Linked DNA regions of Rattus norvegicus: region 2 is linked to region 1. The links are chromatin contacts, called in public Hi-C maps. All regions are on one chromosome and are shown on one strand. Each heading gives the region's core, a stretch centred on a gene start, on an enhancer-like site or on the middle of the called end of the contact. The rest is flanking DNA. Distances are from core to core; before and after follow the strand shown. Region 1 overlaps Arhgap21 (Rho GTPase activating protein 21). Region 2 has its middle 62 kb from the start of Arhgap21.

Region 1 (2,759 bases), core at 161-2,660:
GGATGGGAGGAACGGACGGCAGCCTCTCAGGAGACATTTCTGAGACGTTTATGTGTAACCTTTGCCTAGACTTTGGAGAAGAACAGGTGTGGGGGTGGGGTGGGTTGTGTGTTACTAGTTGTAGGTTACTGATGCATGGAGAGTCATGCTTAGATTTTCTAGGGTGAGGGATCGAGTAGATGAACTCTGTTAGCCCAAGAATGCTTGAAGAGCAGCATATCCTGTCCCTGGGGAGCGGGGCTGCGTTTCCCATGTACAAGATAGAGTACCTGCTCTGGAGCTCTTAGGGAGAGGAGGGGCCATCTACAAGTCATGAACAGATGTGCCAGCAGTCTGTCCCAGCAGTGAAACCAGAGAATAAATGGAAGATCTGAGGGCAAGTCACTGTGTTGATTAAGAGGTAGTAATTGTAAGGTGCCTGTGAAAAACGTTTCATTTGTAGTAGTGGATATATCACATCTAAAAAGATACTTTCTTACGTGTAGCAAATTATTGAAGTTACAGAGCTCAGTGGAGTTTGTGGAGGGATAAGGAAAGCAGGTATTCATGAGTAGGGACATTTCTGGCATCAGTACACGCCCAGGGACGTGTAACATGGATGAGCGTATATGCCTGTCCTGGGGATGCCTGTTCATTCAGAAACCCCTGCAACACAAGCAGCTGGAGATTAGTGAGGGCTGACAGCCCTGGTGAAGGGTGTGCAGTAGGCAGAGGCACACCGCCACTCATCCGCTGCATGGTGGGGAGGCAAGGGGACCTCAGAGCTGTAGCGTAGAGTATGTACATGAGAAGTGCTAACTAGCTGTGGACCAAGGCCCCAAAGAAGGCTGTTGAGGACTAAATCCTTACTTGAGAGAGGACACAGGAGAAAGAAAAACTTCAAAGTGAAAACTAGACATTAAAACAAACACAGCAAAGCAAACAAAAGAGGCCAGAGCAGCAGAGATTCAGGGACCCGGGACAGATCCAATGTGACCCGCAGCTGGGGAGAGCAGCTTAACGTCACCAGGATTTGGAAGAGCCGTCCTGAGGGAGCAGGGGTTGGGATGCAGCAGGAGCCTTTCCTGAGCATTTCAGGAACTCGCTTGCACATACAGAGCAACTCACTGTATCACTTAGCTTCATTCAGCCGAACTAACAGGCTGAGAACCGAGGGCAGAGCTGGCCTGCGCGTGGCGTTCTCTCTAGTTAGATGGGCAAATTGTGTACTTGGAAAGGCCTTGGGGAAGGAGCGTGAAGTCACTGGTAAGTTTTGTTGAAGTATGGGTGCAAAGGCGATCTTAGGAAGCTTGCTGAGGGAGGCTGGTAGTCTTGAAGGGGAGAGCGCACAAAGGGCGGATGGCCTTGACAAGCTTATTGGCCAAGGGGTTGAGCAGTGGATAAATTCAGAGATGGGAAGTTGTTGCTTACAATTAACAAAGTTGTCTGGGTTGCCAGAGAAATTGCAACCTCGCAAAGCAAGAACAACAGGGCAGTGACTTATATACATCATTTATGAAACTCCTGAAACGTGAGGGGGACGACTAACATTACTGAACTTCAAGTGCTCTGAAAGGCAGTCATGGACTGTTCATTCAAAGAGAACTAGGGGGAAGTGTTGGATAAGGGCTCCCACAGTGTTTCTGCCTAGCTATAACTTTAAACTGATCCACGCCTGACACCTAGTGGTGCTGCGCTCACACTGCTCTTCTGGTGCCCGCCCTGTCCCAGGACTGAAGAGGCCCACAGGAGCATTCTTCTGGAGGCAAACCTCAGAAGTGCTGTTTACTGTTAGCATTTTCCAGGGTGACCTTTTGAAGTAGACAGAAGGTACTTACTGAGCATCCATTACATGCCAGGTACCGTTCTGTACACTTGAGATTTCCATGCAGTGTGTTTTCTATAAACCCACAGGTCCACTGTAAACATATGGGATTTGAGTATATAGCTAAGAAGATTCACCATAAACTCAAAGACTTTAATCTGTAAATGAATAGGTCCACTGTAAACTCACGGGATTTGAATATATAGCCAAGCAGATCCACAGGAATGGGTAACTTGTTTATAAACTTAACATGGGGCTGTCATGTGATTTCCACATGTGAGACCTTTCTGGATTTGTCTCATAGCTTTAGGGCTGTGTCAGTTCTTAGTGGTAAGTAGATATTTAAGGATAAAAGGTTGGTTTGTGCTCAGCTTGTACGTGAAACTCCATTGTGCAGAGTACTCCCTCCTGTGGAGACCCAGAGAAGCTTTTTGCCTTCACCTGTGAGTCAATACTAACGTTCCTTTCCTTCAGATGTGCCTGCCAGAGAGTTTACAGCATTTATGAATGAATTGACATCCGAGACTTAACTTTAAAAGCTTTATATGGGTGTGAGTGGGCTGAAATGAAACATGATTTTCATGGTTATTAGTCTCCTAGGGTTTAGTGCTGTCAGTCTCTCTGGTTCTGAGTGTGTGAAACATTCCCATGGCAAAAAAAGTTTGTAAAAATTAAATGTATTTGATTTGAAAAAGCTTAACATGAGTAATTTCAAACATCGTCTACTTTTTAAGTTTTTAAACTGATTTTACTCCATTTCTTGAAGGTCAAGCTGCATAAAGAGAGTACGTGTTTGCTTCTAGTATATGTAATTGTGATTGAAATGTGACAGGTCTCATCTGGGTCCCTGAAGTTGTCCGATCTGCAGATTGGGTGGTAAAACTTGAATGTACTAATTAGCTTTCTGAAAATGACCGCACTTTTTTAGTTAGGGTTTTACTACCTTGAACAGACA
Region 2 (2,759 bases), core at 139-2,638, 130 kb before region 1:
TGTAGGTGCTGGGAGCTAATCTTATTCTTCCACAGTGCAACATCAGTCTAAACTACTAAACCACCTCACCAGTACCAAGAATTTTAATCTCATCACATATCCTATAAACAGTTAAGACCCAACAGGCCCCACCCTCCTTTATGAGAGAAAAGCAAAGAAGTGAAATGTCAAAGCCAGGACTCTAAACCTCTACAACACTGACACCCAACCCAGGACCAGCAGATCCCTGCTTTTTTGCTCATCCTGCTTCATTTTATTTTACCTGGAAACCCAGACAGACAAAAGGCCCTTACTGTGTCACTTCAGGGCATAAGCAATTAATAGAACACAAGCTATTGGTAAGAGCAAACTTTAAGATGCCTATAAGTAATATGGGACAAATAAGTAAAGATCAAGAGTTTTCAGTGATGTAAGTTTTCTTCTAGAACTATTGTGACAAAACATAGTTGTTCTAAAAAAACAAACATCAACATCATCATCAACAACAACATGCCCACGGCCTACCGATCATGCCCCAGAAGCCCAGCGTCATACCCGGAATGCAGTAGAGCTCTCTTACCCTCCTACACTGATCTATGTCTTAGTCAATGCCTTGGAATCACTGGCAGTGGCCAACTGTGGACTTCTAGGAAAGCAAGCAAGGAATCTCTTTGTTTTACCTACATCTGGCCTCATCCCTTACCTATCAAACCAGGGTAGATTCTTCAGTGTCTCAAATGGCAGACAGTCCCTACCTTCAGGTATGCCAGGAATGTTGTAAATGTAGGTTCCTCTTCATGAGGTCATTCTCATTGCTTGTTAGTACATGGCCTGCAGCCCAGCCACACAGACCTGTTTGCTGCCTATGATCAGGGAGGGCCCCACTTGCTGCTGCTTTGACCCCACCACTATCACCCTTCCCCACCCCGGCATGAATGGTATTTGCCACTGGATGCAACTTGCTTCCTCCAGGCTCACCAGTCCCTTCTCTGTGTGCTTCTGAGTTTCCAATAACCAGGTAGATTATCCCACAGGTTGGGTTTTCTCTGTCCTTACACTTATGCCAGACTCATGAGGGAAAGGTCTGCCTGCATTACGCCCCTCCGTGCTGGCTTGCATCTACCTGTGCCTCCAGGTTTAAATGCAAGCTTCAGAACAGGAGGAATCTCATCTTTGATTTCCTTCCTATCACATCCCTGCCAACACAGGCCCTGGGAGGCCCTGGGAGGCCCTGGGACTCACTACAATTTAGCCAAGTTCAAACCTCAGGAGCTGAGATTTTTAAATGTGCCCCCAGAGGCCCGTGTGCTGTTTACATTTTGCTCCTAATGAATGGCTCTAAGTGGGTTTGCTCTTTTAGGGAGATACAAAGCAGACCTCAGTTCTAATTCTGGCTCCAGCGCGAACCACACCATGGGTGGTATTAGTCAGGACATAGTGATTCACGATCCTTAGTCTCTCAGGACAGTTCCTGTTCCAAAGCACCATTTCTGTCCCTGAAGTATCCCCTCCATCCTGCCTTCCCTCTTCCCACTGTCACTGTTGGACCCTCCAAGACTCTCCCAACATCTAGAACATTCTTGATCCATGTTAGCCGTTCAGATGGTGACAGCAATATGGATAAGTTGGCCAGTCAGCAGTCCCCTGGGCTCATGACTTTCGTGAGGGTTTGTCTGGAAGTAAACAGGCTTGTTGGGGCTACACGTTCCTTAGCCGTCTCATCTCAGACTAACTCTTAAAAGAAACACCCTGCTAGACTCTTGTAGACTTCTTTCCTGTTCTGTGAGATCACTAGGCTTCCCTATTCAGAGCTCTCTGACAGCGATGCCAGAGCTGACCATGTCATCATAGACTTGGGATGAGTCACCCATACAAGTAGACCGATCCTCAACAAAGCGCTTTCCTGGGAGGCTCTGGGTGAGTAGTTCATGAGGCTCTTGAGAAGTGAGTTTGGCTAAGGCACTAGGGACTGATGATGGTACACTCCCAGCACTCTTTTGAAGACTTCAGGAATCACAACTGGGCCAATGACACACACATGCTCAGCCAATGCTCCTTGGCATCACGCATTAGGGAGGCAATTCTACACCAATTCTCAAGAGAACCTTCCCTCGAGTGACTGTTGAGGCTCAGCAGGGCAGGGAGGAGAGTCATGTAGCAGCCCAGACTTACTGAGAAACACAGAAGCCTGGGGGGGCTCTGCCAGGATGTTTTAAGCAGTGATGGTGAATCATGAACGTTTAGTGTCAGAAAGACTCAAAATCGAAACAGCTTCTAACACCACTATAGTATTTTTACCACATAATTTTATGTGGGCATAAAAAATACCACATAATTTTTTGTGGGCTGTGGGCATAAAAAAATGCAGTTTTAATTACATCTCGTGTTGCAGCAGAAGAGAGGAGAGGAGAAGAGAGGAGAGGAAAAGAGAGGAGAGGAGAGGAGAGGAGAGGAGAGGAGAGGAGAGGAGAGGAAGAGACAGAGAGAGAGAGAGAGAGAGAGAGAGAGAGAAAGAGAGAGAGAGAGGAAGAAAGAGAGAGACAGAGACCAACCACTTCCTACCTCTTTTTCTATGCAAGTCTTTCACTCCCAGAAGAAAATGAGCTTCTAAAATCATGAGCCCTGGTGGAGGGGCTCTTAGTCAGGTGGAGCTGGCTAGCAAAACCCACTGTTGTCACAGGAAATGAGTGCATTGTGTTCCAGGATATTTTTCGCTCCATTGTTTCCCAGGCACGGGCCTGTGTGGGAATGTTTGTCCTCTAGCACACACAGCAGCCATT

What was found. A called contact is a pair of places that touch in the nucleus more often than the background predicts.
Region 2: a contact with region 1 is called in a Hi-C map of frontal cortex, with 2.0 times the contacts expected there. The contact joins two enhancer-like sites. A contact is called at or near these places in 4 of 12 Hi-C or Micro-C datasets (the Rat2 cell line, Schwann cells, frontal cortex and 1 more).

Annotation. Positions count from the first base shown.
Region 1 is chr17:88,311,667-88,314,425 of GRCr8, reverse strand. All of the region lies in intron 3 of Arhgap21 (Rho GTPase activating protein 21), which reads left to right. Among named protein-coding and RNA genes, the nearest start is that of Arhgap21, 67 kb to the left of the region's middle. Within about 2 kb of position 1,410, at least 33 of the 93 cell types and tissues checked have an H3K27ac peak or open chromatin away from gene starts, as enhancers often do.
Region 2 is chr17:88,441,575-88,444,333 of GRCr8, reverse strand. No RefSeq gene overlaps it. Among named protein-coding and RNA genes, the nearest start is that of Arhgap21, 62 kb to the right of the region's middle. Within about 2 kb of position 1,388, at least 65 of the 93 cell types and tissues checked have an H3K27ac peak or open chromatin away from gene starts, as enhancers often do.